5 separate regions of the Mus musculus genome follow, and all the other regions are linked to region 3. Evidence: chromatin contacts called from public ChIA-PET, Hi-C, HiCAR-type and capture Hi-C data. All regions are on one chromosome and are shown on one strand. The core of a region is the stretch at or near the end of the contact, and the rest is flanking DNA. Distances in the headings are between cores, read along the strand shown. Region 1 overlaps Gm12223 (a long non-coding RNA gene). Region 2 overlaps Gm12223 (a long non-coding RNA gene). Region 3 holds the start of Slc22a21 (solute carrier family 22 (organic cation transporter), member 21). Region 4 has its middle 15 kb from the start of Mir7671. Region 5 holds the start of Irf1 (interferon regulatory factor 1).

Region 1 (3,265 bases), core at 370-2,869, 200 kb after region 3:
AGATGCCACTGTGTGCAACCCTCCCCCACATAATTAAAAATAAAATAAATTTAAAACGTAAGGTGGACAGCCCCTGAGTGATACCTGAGGTTCACATCGGTTCTCTCCATGTACATGCATTGCACATGTATGTGGACCCATGTACATGTGAACACATGCATACACACTTGCACACACACAAATTATAGGAAATACTGAGAAGATGACAGCACTAGAATGGTAAGGAGCCCACTTGTGAAAGGTCTAGACTGTGAGTGTCCTAGGCTGGATGTCAATCAGGCACAAAAGCATGAGGAAGGCAAAGCCTGATCAACATAATGTTTGGAAGCAGCCCTTCCTGCTTTAGTTATATATTCATATTAAATATTGCATATTTAGCTACATATCTTCTCCATAGTTGCAGGAACAAAACAATAGAAAATCCTTTTTTAAAAATTTATGTTAATTTTAATAGTATACTTATATATTCTTATTATATTTTAAAATTATTAACCATTTTATATTAATTACTGAGTTCATTATAAATTCAATTTTGTCATAGTTGTGTAACTGTGAAGAAATATATTCAGACTATGTATATGTACACATAAAAGTTTCTATACTACATACAGTTTCCAATATCTACACAGTGTCTTTTTTTTCTTTTTTTATATGAATGCTCTTTTTTTAAAATTAGGTATTTTCTTCATTTACATTTCCAATGCTATCCCAAAAGCCCCCCCATATCCTCCCCCCCCAACTCCCCTACCCACCCATTCCCACTTTTTGGCCCTGGTGTTCCCCTGTACTGAGGCATATAAAGTTTGCAAGACCAAGGGGCCTCTCTTTCCAATGATGGCTGACTAGGCCATCTTCTGCTACATATGCAGCTAGAGACACGAGCTCCCGGGGGTACTGGTTAGTTCATATTGTTGTTCCACCTATAGGGTTGCAGACCCCTTTAGCTCCTTGGGTACTTTCTCTAGCTCCTCCATTGGGGACCCTGTGTTCCATTCAATAGCTGACTGTGAGCATCCACTTCTGTGTTTGCCAGGCACCGACATAGCCTCACAAGAGACAGCTATATCAGGGTCCTTTCAGCAAAATCTTGCTGGCGTATGCAATGGTGTCTGCATTTAGAGGCTGATTATGGGATGGATCCCCGGGTGCGGCAGTCTCTAGATGGTCCATCCTTTTATCTCAGCTCCAAAGAAAATCCTAATCACCTATTTTTTTGAAGTTGGGAGTTTCAGATGTATCGGAGTTCCATGGACTTTGGAGCAGTAATCGAAGTACCACAATCTATCTATTTGGACTTTGAGTCTCAGGGATCCACTCATTAGGGTACCTGACCCAAACCATCTTTAAGGATTCTGAGCCCCATTCAATAATGTCTTCTGAAAGCATGAGCAACACACTTGCTCACTTGCTACTAAAGTTTTGCAGGGAGTTCTATGAGTCCCCGGTAAGTCACCTAAAGCCACACTCTACCCTGTCACTATGTAACAAAATCATGATCGCCTCTTGGTTAGAACTGAGGACTTTTGGCAGCAGCGATTCTGTGTTTCCTGCTGGTCTGCAAACATGAGGAGCTCAACGTGACAGGGCAATAGGCATAGTTTAAATTCCGCTGAGAAGTCCCAGTCAGGCTCCTCTGATGCAAGCATTTCCCTCTGGGATCCAGGCCGGTAGAACAGTGCAGTCTGGTAGGATGTTTTGCAACAATGGAAATCTTCTGCGCTGTCCAACATTCTTGCTACTTTTTCATATGGCCATTGAACGCTTGAAATGTGCCAAGTATGAATGAGGAACTGAATCTTTAATTACACCTAAGGGTAAACACCCATGCATGGTTAGATGGCTACCCTTAGCTAGTGCATTTGTCTAGCGATGGAGGGAGAGGAAACACTCTTCCGATGAGTCACTCCAGCACACAGAGGGGTCATTTCTATTTCCACTCATCAGTTTCCAGACCCATGCATTCTTCATGCTATGCTTATTGGTTTGGGATGTATGATGCAGCCTAGAAGAGGATCCTGACTTTGCAGAACACAATCTTCAAGCTGATATCTTACCCAAAGCTTCAAGAAACCATTCCTTTACCCTGTCAAGTGACCAGTTCACTGGCAATGGATGATATAATTAAATCAGCAGTTGCTTTGGTCATTTTTCCCATTTCCCTGTGCATTTTGCTTAGTGAAAGTCTCAATTTGACTCTCCTTTTGGGTATTAGTATTGGCCAAGGATCTGGGGAAATTGATCTTAGTCAACATGAAGTTCTATTTCTAGGTGGAAGAGGTCCTGTTTAACTTGGTAGGTAGCTGGTGGCTTTCTCTGATGATATTATCTGTTCAAGGGTCTCTTTCATCTAACCGACTAGAAGTTTCATCTTAATGTTTAAATGTTCCTACTTCCTCCTGTTCTTACCAACACTCTCCTGCTATGTAATTTTATTATTTCTTAAAAAACTATGTGTATGTGTATGTGTATGTGTATGTGTATGTGTATGTGTATGTGTATGTGTATGTGTATGTGTATGTGTATGTGTATGTGTTTGTGTATGTGTATGTCTGTGAAGGGATGCACACATGCGTGCAAAGTTCACAGAGGCCAGAAGAGGCATCAGATCACCTGGAGCAGGCGTTGTAGGCAGTTGTAAACTGCCTTACATGAGTGGGTGTTGGGAACTGAACTTGGGTCTTCTGCAAGCGAAGCAGTACTTTTAATGTTAAGCCGTGTCTCCAGCCCCTGCTTCATCCTGTATCCTGCGGTTTAGATTTATATTTTCCTGATGGTTAAGAGGGCTGAGTATCTTTTCATGTACTTATTGGTCACTTGTATATCTTTGAAAAATAACTACTCAGAGCCCTTGCTACGTGGGGGTTTGGCAGTACGTGGGAGGTTGGCAGTATGTGGGTTGTTGTTGGTGGTACAGTGCTCTTCCTCTGTGCTGAATCCTTTCCTGATGATTTTCTCTGACACATAAAAGGTTGGGTTTTTTTCCCCCACATGTTTTATAATGGTCAATAATGACTGATTATTAATGGGTGCCAGCTCCAGTCAATTCATGTGTGTGTGTCTGTGTGTGTGTATGTGTGTGTGTGTGTGTGTATGTGAGTGTGTGCACATATGTGTGTATGTGTGCGTGTGTGTGTGTATATGTGTGCATGTGTGTGCGCATGTGTGTGTGTGCATGTAATTTTATGTCTATGAGTGTTTTGCCTGCATGTAAGTATGTGTTCCATGTGCATGAAGTGCTCGTGGAGACTAGAAGAGGGCACTGGAG
Region 2 (3,287 bases), core at 387-2,886, 180 kb after region 3:
GTATGCCCATATGCAACCTAAGTCCCTCTAGTGTTGCTGGTATGTACATGTGTGTAGGGGGACCTCTAGAGACAGGTTGTCCCATTCCATCAAGGGCTCATCCCTGAAGAAAAAGGATTCTGTTTCTCGGCAGCCATTCACTGCCTGTACCTCTTTATCTATGGGCCTTTTGACATTTCCCCCATCCACATGTTGGCTTGTGTTGTTATCTTGCTTAGGAAACCATATGGTTGAGATTCATGGGTTTGGCTTTTCTGCCGTGTTTAGAACACTCTATGTAGCATCCTGTCCCCTGGCTCTATATGTTCTCTGAGCCTTAAGCAGAGGGGTTGGTTTGTAAATGTATCCATTGGGGATGGGCATCCACAGCTACTTATTTTCTGATTTTTTTTTTAACTGAAAGTTGTGGCTTTCCAAATGTTGCAAAAAAAAAAAAAAAAAGATATTTCTTGGATGGCAGAGAGAATACCACTTGTCTGTGGATATAAAGTTAAATATTTAGAAATCAGTTACAAATTACATTAGTTTAAGGACATACCAGTAGTAGGCTCCCCTCTAGAGTCGGTGAGCTCTCTCACAAGTAGTTTGCTAAGTCTGCAGTTCCAGGCATGGATTTCCTCCTATTGAGTGGGTCTTAGGTCCAGTTAGACAGCAGTTGGTTACCCACAAGATAAAGGTGCCGCTATTGCATACACAACTGAGGATAGCTTGCTGGACCAATCATTGTTGTGGCCCCTAGGCGTCACAGTTGGGTATGGTGACTGGTTACTTTCCTCCCTTAACAGCTTGCATGGTACCTTCTGACACCCTGGGAGCTAGTCCTCCAGCAGGAGGCTTCCAGGTAAGTTCCAACTCACCTCCTCCCAGTCCTGGGTCCTGTGAGCTGCCCAGTGTGGGTATGTAGAATCAAACACAGGCCCTCTGTAAGAGCAGCAGGCATGGCTAAACACTGAGTTAGCTCCCTGGATATTTGTTTTAATGTTTTAATGGGGGTCATAGTTTTCAATTATCCATCAGGCACAACTCATGTTGCTGAGCATCTAAAACTCTGGGTGAATAGCTTCAGAGACCAGTGACCCCTTGTTGTGTTTGTTTGTTTCTTTTTCTCTTCTTTCTTTCTTGTTTCTGTTTGTTTGTTTGTTTTTTGTTGCTGTCAGAGCTTCTCTCTGTAGCTTTGTCTGTCCTGGAACTCACTCTGTAGACCAGGCTGGCCTGGAATTCAGAACTCCTGACTCCCAATTGCTGGGATTAAAGGCATGGGCCATCACTGCCTGGCTCCATTTTTCAATCTCTGCCTTTTTAAAATGGAATTAAAGCCATGAGAATTTTGTTTAAGTCACTATTAAAGGCAACTTCCTCTTGTCCTTATTGTAAGCGCTCCTTCTGGCTTTCAAGATGGAAGCTGAAGCAAGGTGATCCCCTAAGCAGCAGGGACAAGGAGGCTCTTCCTTCCTTTCCTGGCCACCTTGTGCAGAAAGGCTGCCTCTGAGCAGCCAGCTGTTAGCTGTCTGCAACACCCTGGAAGTCTTCAGAAAAGACACCTCTGGCTCTTGCAGGTGCAGCCGCAGGCAGGGCTGTTCAAAACAATTTATAACAGGGTTTTGCTGTCACAAGCCTCAGTGAACTCTACATGACCCTGCAACTATTTCCCCCCTAGGTCAGACTGGGGAGCACCTAGCCTGAGGGCCTGCTGACTGGTGCCTAAGGCTGAGTAGAGCCACCACATCCCCCCACCCCACTCTTTCATGAAGGTGTGCTGTGATTGGTCCATACACCTCTTCTTGGGTTAGGTAAGCAAGCTGCATAGAGTGTGCTGCCTACAGAGACTTCCCTGCACTGCAGGGGCCCTTACCTTGAGGCCCTACAAAGGCTCCCCTCAACTGTCTTTTCTTATTTATTTTAGTAGGGTCTAGGCTGGGAAGATAAAGACAGAAGCAGTAGAGGCGGCCAGCTTGGATCGACAGCAGGATGGCAGTGGGAGGAGCAGTTAGGGAGGAGCAGTTACAACCTGCACTCAGCAGGCCAAGCAGGAAAACCCGGGAGGACCACCACGCTGAGGACAAGGCACACAGTAGAGCACTTGCCTGGCACACTCTCGGGGCTAGGTTCAATCCCCACTACCAAGAATATTTAGATACATTGAAATAATGAATTAATTATTTAAAAATAGTTGTCAAGCCACTTGGCCACTTGATAGCTGAGACAGGCTGTGGAATCCCCACACCTAGGCCTGCCCAGATGTGATGTTGGGTGCTGCCAAGGGCTGAGGAGTCACCCCTACCTTCCTAAGCTCCCCTGAGGACTGCAACATGCAGAGCTATGATTCCCAAGGCCTGCCCGTGTGCGATTGGAACACCAGTGGACGCTCTTTGTTTTTGCTCCCACCCATCACGTATTGAAAACCAAACTAAGACTAGAGAACAGCTGGTTGTGTTTGCTGCCCATTGCCCTGAAGATCAGCCCACAAACACGTGGATAAGGCATGAAGATTAGATATGCTTGAGTTTGGGGTGAAGTGAAATTAAACATAATTTTTTATTATTATTATCATTAATTTTTTATTTGAGAATTTCATGTGTGTAGTGCCACCCCTTTTTCAAACATAATTTCTAAAAAGCCGTTGGCGCTCCCTGACAGTGCTTTCCCTTCCCTTTCAAACAAATGTTCAGCCACAGAGCAGACAACCAAGCGAGGAGCATGACGGAGCAGCCTAATTAAATTTTCCCAAATTTTAATAAATTTGAGGAACTTATCAGGGCCTGTTACATGCTAGATGTTCCCCTAAGCACACAAGTGAGATTTCTATAGTTTGTGTTCAGAATCAGACACTGGACATGAGGATGGGTAGATAGGGCAGTATATTATGGGAAATAATATGTTGGCGGTCCCGAGGACCGTGCTCAAGGTATTCAAATACTGCATTCATAGATGATAGACAAGCCGTTTAACCACCCTGCACCCTTCTCTTCAGTAAAAGCAACTAAACCATCACAAAGCCCTGTTTTATGTTTGGGACGATTTCACACAGTGTGACTTCACGGCTCCCCTGAGTCAGTGTGCAGACAGTTTCTAGAGTTTATTCTTTGACCTTAGCTGGAAAAGTATCCTCCATAGCCTTCATGGCTTTGGAAACTCCCTTGAACACTTTGGTAAGTCCCTTGGACTAAGAGTTAGGCATCTGGGTGGTAGCTCTGATTGGTTCATTTTCAGCCCCCTTGAATGGCCTTGATTATCGTGGGATCCATCATGCTTTGCCTTGTGTGTGGTGAGGGTCTGTGAGGAAAGGT
Region 3 (2,969 bases), core at 74-2,573:
TGGGGCATGGCAAGACTTCATTTTGGGGTAAGGATAGGTGAGGGAAGAAAGAATAACTCCAGAAAGGGTAGAGAGTTTGGAACACACGTTTCTTTAACTTTAAAAAGTTCTGCAAAGAGTCTTTCCTTTCTGAACAGAGGCTAAAACCTGTGGTCTCTTCTCTGGAGCAAGTCTGAATCCGGCCCCTCTGAATCACATCACTACCTCGAGAAAGTCCCACCACTCAGGGTCTCAGGGCATCTCCTAGGGGCAGAACCTTCTGGACTCTATCTTCAATGGGACCCTATGGACGGATGGTCTGCCAGACATTTGTCCTCTGAGGGGCGTACTATGGCTAGAAGTCATCTCATAAAATGTTCTTAAAGGATGCTCATCACCAGGGAGCTTGTGGTTAAACTAAGGAACAACCATTGCCTGCGATGTCACCAGACCCTGACAGGGGGGCTGTCACCTACCTCTGTCACGATGGTGGACAGGAAGATGTCCTTGTCGTACTCCCAGCCATCCAGGCAGTTCTCCTGCTCCAGCTGCTCCAGGTCCACGTCCCGTCCCGGCTCCAGCCCTAGCTCAGAGAAGTTGGCGATGGTGGCCAGTCGGTAGCGGCGGCATTTCTGAGGCACCTCTGGTCCGTCCTTCGTCTCCATCGGGATACTGTGGTTGCGCCACGCGCTGCTCAGGTTCACGGTGTCTGGTATCCGGCAACGGTGCTCCGGGATCGCCGTCAGGAACACGGCTGACAACCCAGTAAAGCCATTGGGGATGATGCTGGCGCTGAGCAGGAAGAAGATGAGGCGCTGGAAGGTCCCCCACTCGCCCAGGAAGGCGGTCACCTCGTCGTAGTCAAGCATAGAGTCGGCAGCCCACGGCGTCCCGCCGGGAATCCGAGGATACTCGGGCGCAGTGGGCGGCGCACGGTTTGTCCGTGCACGCGGAGCACCAGTCACTCGTCGAAGAGGAGTTCGAGAAAGCGTCGGGAGACGTTTTCCACACGGAGAAGCTCGTGAGTTCCTCCCGCCGCCTCAGACCCCGCCAGCGCCAGAGACACCGAGGACGTGAGGCCATGATGGACTCCGCGCGGAGTCTGGCCTAGACTGCAAGGCCGGCCGTGCAGTCCTGAGGCGAACCGTGGGGTGGGCGCGGCAGGAGTCTGAGTGATCCGTAGTGGGCACTGGACGCGCCTGTACGTGAGGCGGGTCTGGTCCCGGTCTCCGAGCTGGCTGGACAGTGCGGAAGCGGGATGGAGCCTGGCTTCAGAACTGCGCGGGTGTGAGGGAGCCTAGGAGTCCCTTGCCTACTACTCTGAGCTGTTCGCTGAGGAACGCCCTGAGGTAAAGTCCTTCCCAGTCGAGAGCAAGCGAGTCGGGCTGGGGGCGGGGCCGCTGTAGTCCCCGCCCCGAAGCTGCTGCTAGAGGGAGGGACGGGTCTTCTCAAGCCACACCCCCCGAGCGAGTCGGGCTGGGGGCGGGGCCGCTGTAGTCCCCGCCCCGAAGCTGCTGCTAGAGGGAGGGATGGGTCTTCTCAAGCCACAACCCCGAGCTGGTCCCCAGGGCTCCTTTGGGGGAAGTTGTGACCAAGCTGGGTGTTGACTTGGAGAAAGGCGTAGGATTTCGGTATGAAACACCCTCTCAACTTTTTGTTATGGGTCAGAAAGGGATTGTATCCCACCAAAAGTCTTCTCCTTCAATGGACCTGAGTTCAATTCCCAGCACGCATTGGAGGCTTACAACCTTCTGGTAACTCCAGTTCCGGGGGAACTAATCCCCTTTTCTGGTCCCCTGTCACATATAGTGCACAGACATACATGCAATCAAAACGCCCACTCACATAATGTCATATTATAATAATCATTAAGAGATTGAGACAAATTTTGAGGCTGTGGTCATGAGGCTGTGGGCAATGAATTTCAATTTCTAGGCTCTGTTCTGTGCTTTATGTTTTTAAAGATTAAGAAATCATTCAGTTATTCATCAAATCGACTTAAGCAAATATAAAAATTTAACTTCAAGATTAAGGATCTTAGTCTAGGATTATACCCTCAAATTAGTTATTTTTTACAGTTAATTCAGGAGCTGACTGGTGATCTACATAGTTCCAGGCCAGTCAGGACTACACAGTGAAACCCGTCTTAAAACAAACACAGAGCCTTACAATGAAATCCATTGTTTTGTGCAAATAGTATTTCCTAAAATTAAAAAGATAAGGTATAAAAATAGCAATTGTGTAATTCTAAAGTAATATTGTCAAATGAAATGAGAAGTTACATTTATAATTTTATTTATTTATTTATTTACTTATTTAGATGGGGCCTACTGTATTTCCCTGGCTTTACCTGCAACTTTGGTCACAAATGACCACCTGCCTCATCCTCTCTAGTAGCAGGGACAACAGGTGTGTACAGCAGATGCACATTATCATTAAAATTGTCTTGGTAGCTGTTGTATTCGTAACTTTTCTGGTTACAGAGACAAAAGCAATTTAAGGGAGAAGAGGTTTGGGCTTGTGCTTAGAGGGTAGAGTCGGTCACTCTGGGAAGGCCGGGTGGCAGGAGTCAGCTTGTCACAGTCGCCTCAGTCAGGAAGCCAGGAGAGAGAAATGCTGGTGCTCAGCTTGCTTTCTCTCCTCTTACTTAGTCCTGGACCAAAGGCCATGGAACAGATGCTGCCTCTCTGAGGGTCACTCTTCTCACTCCAACTAATGAGATCTAGAAGCTTCCTCACAGACACCTAGAGGTTTCTCTCTTAGGTGATTCTAGACCCTGTCAAGTTGACAACAATAATTGTCACAGCCATATTAATAAAATGTCCAGATCTAGTAAATAAAAATTTTACGTGGTCAGATTCAAGTTTTGCATAAAGAACTAACAATTTGAAGTATCGTTACATATTGGTACTTGCAGGGACATGTGAGGTTGAGATGTAAGTGGCTGTCCTGTGTTCTTTCTCCCTGCCAGTGCTCATAGTAGAAGCCTT
Region 4 (3,113 bases), core at 316-2,815, 230 kb before region 3:
TCTGTAACCAACTGCTCTCCAAACGGACTTCAGGCTTGATGCTAACAAGGGGGAAACCACGACCATACTGGAAACCTAGCCAACTTCCCTGGGCTAGTGAGGTCATGGATCCTGGAAAGGAACCCACAACCACCACTTTACTAAACCAACATAACTCCTAACTACATTCTAAATATTTATCCTTATGCCCACAGGTAAGTGTAGTCCTCACCCCTCGTCAAGGAAGCCTCTCTTTGCAGTAGGTGGAGACCATTACAGAAAACCACAACCAATCAAAATGCAGAGTTGAGGAGCACCAGTCTCAGCTGCCACATCTATAACACAACTGCTCACCCAAGGCTTGGGGATCACCATGGAAAATGGGGAGGAAAGACTATAAGAGCCAGAGAACAGGGGGTTTGCTGTTAGATTGTGTCCTAGAAATGCCAGAGATTCTGCACACATGAGGTCTCACCAACATGGCTACCTAAACATGGCCTGAATAGGAAGATCCCACACAGACATGCTAACATGGAAGGGAGAAAGCTTATGAGGCTTCAACCCTAGACAAAGAACTCCAGGGGACTTAGGAATGCCAAGGTCAGTCCTGAAAACATGTACATACATGTACATACAAATGTATGTAAGGAGGGGCCTAGAGAGATGGCTCAGCCATTAAGAGCACTGTCTGCTCTTCCAGATGACCTGAATTCAATTCCCAGCAGTCACATTACAGATGGTGGCTCACAAACCATCTGTAATGAGACCCAATCTGGTCTCTCTGAAGAGAGTCACAGTGTACTCACATACATAAAATAAATAAATAAATCTTAAATAAAAAAAAAAAAAAGAACAAAACAAAGAACATTAAAGAACATTATATGGACTAAACAGGTTGGCTTTATATATTGGAAATACACAAACACACCACAAACATGCACACACAAATGTAACCACAATTAAAGAAAAAGAGGCCATGAATTTTACAAGAAAGTTGGGATGTTGCCTGGAATGGGTTGGGGGGAAAGGAATAGGGGAGAATGATGTAATTATAATCGCTATCTATCTATCTATCTATCTATCTAATAAAAGAGAAAGCATGGGAATGAGTTTTGTAGGGTGGTGACACATGGCTTTAGCCACAGCTTGGACGGGGCAGGGACAGGGGTGCAGAGGCAAGTGGATCTCTGTGAGTTCCTGGTTGGCTTGGACTATATCTACAGCAAGTTCCAGGCCAATCAGGACTACATAGTGAGGTCCTGGCTCAATAAGACAATAAAATAAACAAGTGAATTTTGTCATGACGTTTTCACAGCCATGGCATATGAATCATTGTGTTTTAGTCCTGTTTACCCACCCCCCCCCAGCCTTCAGTGCAAATCCCCCTTTTCCAGCTGGTCCTTTCCCCTCTGACCACAAGCCTCCCTCCTCTCTCATGTCTTATCGTATGTTATATATAAGTAGCCTTGTGTAACTGTTAGGTTAGATCTACCGCTGAGAGAAAGTCCAACATTTTGTCTTTCCTTTCCCACCACCATCTGTGGTTTCCTCCTTCACGCTCTGTTCCATGCTCGTGTGTGTGCACGTTTGAACCTGGGTTCCTCAAATGAGAGGAAGCAACATTTGTCTGCGTCTGGCTTATTTTGCTTAACAAGGTGATCTTCGGTTACATCTATTTTCCTGGAGATAACGTAATTCTATTTGTTTGTTTGTTTGGTTTGGTTTTTAGAGACAGGGTTTCTCTGCGTAGCCCTGACTGTCCTGAAACTTGCTCTGTAAACCAGGCTGGCCTTGAACTCACAAAGATCCCTCTGTCTCTGCCTCCAGACTGCTAGGAAACTTAATTCTTTATGGTAGAACAAAACTGTTGTGCTGGGCCTGCAGTTTATACCTGTAATCCCAGCATTTAGGAGGCCAAGGAAGAAGGATTACCATACTAAACTCAAGGCTAGCCTGGAGTACATAGTGAATTCCAGGTCAGCGGGGCTACAGAGTGAGGAGAGACAAGAGCATGTCTTGTGTGTATGCACTGCTTTTCTTTCTCCTGGTTTGTCTGCTGATGGACATCTTGCCTGGCTCCATATCTTGGCCATTGTGAGCCACGCTATGGGCCCACCGTGTGCTGACTCGGGTTCCTTCAGTGCATACAGGGCTGGTCCCACGAATCACGTGGTAGTCTACTTTTAGTAATGAGGAACCTCCATTATGTCCACAGCTGGCTGCCCTGGTTCACATTCTCACCCACAGTGATGAGGGTTCCCTTTTCCTCAGGTTTCCTCATCTCCCACTCTTGTTATCGTAGCATCTTGTTGGGTTGGGGATGGATATTTGGCTGTGGGGATGGGGCTGGGGGAAGAGTTCTAAGACAGGGTCTCTATGTTTGTAGTCCAGGCTGGTCCTGAGCTTTCAGTGAGCCCTCTGCCTCAGCCTTCCAAGTGCTGGGATTAGAGGCATGCAATGCCCTTGCTCTAAAAACCAAAATTAACTGTATGGCATAATGGGTTTTGCTACGGCACCTTCATGCATGTCTATGATGTACTTTGGTGACGTTTCTCCCGTCTTGTCATCACATACATTGACAACAGCATCAAAAACCTGTTGTTGTTTGCTTGCAGTGCTAAAGATCGGATCCAGGACAAGTAGCGGTGCACACTGGGCAACACTCCACCACCAGGCTACATTGCTGGTCCCCAAAATGTTATTTTTGTTTTTTCATCATGAAAATTCCTTTATTTCATTTTTAACATCTATTTATTTAAAAAAAAAAAAAAAAAAAAAAAAAAAAGGTCTAACATCTGCCTTCTGCTTAAAACTTTCGGCTGCCAAGGAACCACCATAGTTTCTCTCCAGCTGAGGCGGCCTGAGGTGCCCCTCCCTCCTGCAGCTGCCAGTCCCCATTGCCTTCAAGTTCTGGAGAGAACCCAGCTCTGTGGTGCTTTTACCTCAGATTTTATTTTCTGTAGCCGAAAATGAACTGAGTTCCTGAGTGGGAGGCCAGAGCTGTAAAGGAGGGAATGTGAGAGGAGTAAAGAGACCAAGACAAATTTTCTGATCACGGCCCAATGTTTACTAGCAGTCTGTGCTTATAAAGGGGGAGGCCCACCCCCTGCTACACCAGGCTTCTTGATGCTTTG
Region 5 (2,893 bases), core at 249-2,748, 210 kb before region 3:
TGTGGGCTTCAAGAGTTACAAAGTTTCTCTCCCTAATCTCATTTTGAATTTTCCATTGGCTGGTCAGAGTGTCTCCACAGAGCAAGTATACATCTGTTGCACAGAGAGCAGGTGTCAGATTCAGAGTCATGTGATCAGAAGGCCCTGGTCTCTAGTGATTCTCTTAATTTGCGACTTCAAATACCTCCGTATTTATTCTAGAGTCTCAATTCCTCCTTCCAAATCCTCCTGCCACCTTGAATCTCCTAGCTCGTCTATGAGGCAGTGACGTTACAGGTACAATCGTCCATTGATGTGTGTATTACAGCTTGCAACATTCAAACTGGGTGCTGTCCTAGACGGACAGCTAGGGTGAGGAAGGTGACACAAGAGAATGACACGGTAGAGGACTGATGTACTTGTGAGTCAGAAGCTGCGAGGAAGCGAATGAAGAAGCCTGAGGGGCCAGAGTTCGGAGATGGAACATGTATACACTAGCCCAGCCGCTAAGAGAAAGAACAAACTGGCAAGGTTTACTCGTGAACACCAGTTAACCCGCTGCCCTTGCCATCCCCTTGGGACCTGGGTCCCCCCTTAGCCACAATTTCCCTATGCTGCCCAGAACTTCTCCAGAGCCAGGCTTTGGGGACTCAGAAATGACTTCAAGACTATCAGAGAGGAACTCTCTCCCTAGGGCTACGTCGAGGATGGAGAGCTGAAGTAGGTGTCATAGAAGGAACCACGGCCACTTCGGAATTTTATCCACTTCTTTGGTGTTAGGTAGTCCCAAGGAATAAGGGTCGCCTTGGTCACCGCTAGCTAGAACCTCGTGTGGCACAGGAAAGCACACCCGCATCTTGTGCCCATGTAAGCAAACACATCATCTCTCCCCATAAGGACAAGGTGTTCCCCCATCACTTCAGACTAGCAAGTGAGCTATTGACATTTTATGGTTACGGAGTCCTTGAGTCCTTCAACGGCTGGCCCTGCAGAGTCCAGGCTGGGAGTTCCTACTGCCCCGTATTTCCAAGTTAGGCCTTCTGCCTCAATTTCCCAGAGCAGCCAAGTGGCAAGTAAGGCGGTACAGGGACATAATCTCTCCCTTCTTGACACTTCATTACCAGACTGATTTTGAGGGTGATTTAGTCCCGGGGACCCTTCTGGAGAGGGAATCAGGTGTTCTAGAGACATAGGGAGTTAGGTGTCTCCCGTGGAGAAGGGGAAGACCATCATAGGAGCCAGCAGGCTGGGAGTCTGCAGAAAGAGGGGGACGGTCTCGGCTTTCCAAGACAGGCAAGGGGGCAGGGGAGTGGAGTGGAGCAAGGGGCGGGCCCGCGGTAGCCCCGGGGCGGTGGCGCGGGCCCGAGGGGGTGGGGAGCACAGCTGCCTTGTACTTCCCCTTCGCCGCTTAGCTCTACAACAGCCTGATTTCCCCGAAATGATGAGGCCGAGTGGGCCAATGGGCGCGCAGGAGCGGCGCGGCGGGGGCGTGGCCGAGTCCGGGCCGGGGAATCCCGCTAAGTGTTTAGATTTCTTCGCGGCGCCGCGGACTCGCCAGTGCGCACCACTCCTTCGTCGAGGTAGGACGTGCTTTCACAGTCTAAGCCGAACCGAACCGAACCGAACCGAACCGAACCGGGCCGAGTTGCGCCGAGGTCAGCCGAGGTGGCCAGAGGGACCCCAGCATCTCGGGCATCTTTCGCTTCGTGCGCGCATCGCGTACCTACACCGCAACTCCGTGCCTCGCTCTCCGGCACCCTCTGCGAATCGCTCCTGCAGCAAAGGTGAGCTCGCCGGAGCTGCGCGGGCACCGACGGGTGCCGTGGAACAAAAGGCGCACGGGACACCAGGAAGTGGGGGCCAGAGACACCCTGGGTCGCGGTGGCGCGCTGGCTCGGGAGGGCGCTGCAAGCGGGCGGGAGGCGGGCCGCGGCGTGCACCGCCCTCTGGCCGCGCTCGGCGGTCTGCGTGCGCGGAGCCGCTGCGGGGCCTCTTGGTAGCCCAGAGTGGCCGTCGCGCGCACCCGCGAGCAGCGCCGGGGGACTCGGATGTCCGCCTGCGCGCACTTTTGGCGGTCGCAGCTTGGCTCCCAGCTCTTGCTTTCGGACGCGCAGTGTTCGGTGCAGAGGTTGGCTCGCTGCCTTGACTGGCTGGACCGGGTCGTGAACTACTGGGCTTTCGGGAGGAGGTGCCACAGGTGTTGCTTGCGCCACTTCTCTTAACAGCAGGGGAAACCAGGCCGGAAGGGGTTGCGCCCCAGCCTGTATGTTGTGGGCACTGGCTGTCAAGAGGGGACATAGACTGGATTGGAGTGGGTGGGTAGAAGTGCCCGAGATGGAGGTTGACTTGCTTGCTTGCACAGCCTGGAAGGTGCAGGGCTGGGGGTGACAAGCAAAAGTAGTCCCTTCCTTCTTCCAAAGATTGAATTTTGAGAGAAAAGTTCTGTCATTGAGATGTCTGTCTTTTGGCTTTTTTTTTTTTTTTGCACATATATCCTGCAACCATCCATCCATCCAGACTTGCTTGGTTGTTTATTCCTGAGACTGACTGGGAGAGACTGAAAAGAATGGGCAGGTGGCTTTGCCCATGATGCTGGAGAGTTTCATTCTACTTCAGGGTCCCTAATCTATGACCTGGGTACCTGGCTGATGGCAGGAGAGTGGGGGAGGGTAATGACCTGGGTGTGAGGACAGGAGAAGGTAATTGAGCGAGCGGCCTTGGGTGGAGCAGGGCAGTGCCCAGGGTTGTTTAACAGACTCCAAACACAGGCCTCTGTCTTTTCCCTCCAGCCACCATGCCAATCACTCGAATGCGGATGAGACCCTGGCTAGAGATGCAGATTAATTCCAACCAAATCCCAGGGCTGATCTGGATCAATAAAGTGAGTGTTATCCTGCGTATTCCTGCCACTGTT

Evidence for each region. Hi-C and Micro-C count contacts between places; a contact is called where the count stands out from the background. ChIA-PET counts read pairs in DNA pulled down with a chosen protein or histone mark. HiCAR-type assays count read pairs that join an accessible place to other places. Capture Hi-C pulls out chosen DNA fragments and counts their contacts.
Region 1: a contact with region 3 is called in a HiCAR-type map of fibro-adipogenic progenitors, with 4 times the contacts expected there. The contact joins the enhancer-like site here to the promoter of Slc22a21 in region 3. A contact is called at or near these places in 1 of 39 promoter capture datasets (embryonic stem cells), 2 of 484 Hi-C or Micro-C datasets (liver and nephron progenitors) and 2 of 115 datasets of contacts at active chromatin or transcription factors (bone marrow-derived macrophages and fibro-adipogenic progenitors).
Region 2: a contact with region 3 is called in an RNA polymerase II ChIA-PET map of memory CD8 T cells, with 7 read pairs. The contact joins the enhancer-like site here to the promoter of Slc22a21 in region 3. A contact is called at or near these places in 15 of 484 Hi-C or Micro-C datasets (the AML12 cell line, CD8 T cells, cerebral cortex and 7 more) and 1 of 115 datasets of contacts at active chromatin or transcription factors (memory CD8 T cells).
Region 4: a contact with region 3 is called in a Hi-C map of the HPC-7 cell line, with 7 times the contacts expected there. The contact joins the enhancer-like site here to the promoter of Slc22a21 in region 3. A contact is called at or near these places in 2 of 39 promoter capture datasets (the 3T3-L1 cell line and embryonic stem cells), 2 of 15 datasets of contacts at CTCF or cohesin (the NIH/3T3 cell line and embryonic stem cells), 29 of 484 Hi-C or Micro-C datasets (the AML12 cell line, the C2C12 cell line, the G1E-ER4 cell line and 22 more), 1 of 115 datasets of contacts at active chromatin or transcription factors (bone marrow-derived macrophages) and 2 of 9 other capture datasets (adipose tissue and liver).
Region 5: a contact with region 3 is called in a capture Hi-C map of macrophages, with 2.0 times the contacts expected there. The contact joins the promoter of Irf1 here to the promoter of Slc22a21 in region 3. A contact is called at or near these places in 7 of 39 promoter capture datasets (the 3T3-L1 cell line, 3T3-L1-derived adipocytes, cranial neural crest and 3 more), 1 of 484 Hi-C or Micro-C datasets (embryonic stem cells), 3 of 115 datasets of contacts at active chromatin or transcription factors (bone marrow-derived macrophages, embryonic stem cells and memory CD8 T cells) and 1 of 9 other capture datasets (macrophages).

What each region holds. Positions count from the first base shown.
Region 1 is chr11:54,180,237-54,183,501 of GRCm38.p6, forward strand. All of the region lies in intron 3 of Gm12223 (a long non-coding RNA gene), which reads left to right. All of the region lies in intron 2 of 4933405E24Rik (RIKEN cDNA 4933405E24 gene), which reads right to left. Among named protein-coding and RNA genes, the nearest start is that of 4933405E24Rik, 31 kb to the right of the region's middle. Within about 2 kb of position 1,620, at least 46 of the 459 cell types and tissues checked have an H3K27ac peak or open chromatin away from gene starts, as enhancers often do. A contact at or near this core is called in fibro-adipogenic progenitors, where this site is marked.
Region 2 is chr11:54,161,500-54,164,786 of GRCm38.p6, forward strand. All of the region lies in intron 3 of Gm12223 (a long non-coding RNA gene), which reads left to right. Among named protein-coding and RNA genes, the nearest start is that of Gm12223, 21 kb to the left of the region's middle. Within about 2 kb of position 1,637, at least 23 of the 459 cell types and tissues checked have an H3K27ac peak or open chromatin away from gene starts, as enhancers often do. A contact at or near this core is called in CD8 T cells and memory CD8 T cells, where this site is marked.
Region 3 is chr11:53,979,010-53,981,978 of GRCm38.p6, forward strand. Slc22a21 (solute carrier family 22 (organic cation transporter), member 21) reads right to left here and starts at 1,324. Exons shown (of 10, transcript NM_019723.3): 1 at 456-1,324. The coding sequence starts at 848. Gm30927 (predicted gene, 30927) reads left to right here and starts at 1,022. Exons shown (of 4, transcript NR_168634.1): 1 at 1,022-1,328; 2 at 2,300-2,388; 3 at 2,951-2,969.
Region 4 is chr11:53,746,651-53,749,763 of GRCm38.p6, forward strand. No RefSeq gene overlaps it. Among named protein-coding and RNA genes, the nearest start is that of Mir7671, 15 kb to the right of the region's middle. Within about 2 kb of position 1,566, at least 55 of the 459 cell types and tissues checked have an H3K27ac peak or open chromatin away from gene starts, as enhancers often do. A contact at or near this core is called in the HPC-7 cell line and bone marrow-derived macrophages, where this site is marked.
Region 5 is chr11:53,768,516-53,771,408 of GRCm38.p6, forward strand. It overlaps Irf1 (interferon regulatory factor 1), which reads left to right and starts at 1,499. Exons shown (of 10, transcript NM_008390.2): 1 at 1,499-1,763; 2 at 2,769-2,860. The coding sequence starts at 2,774.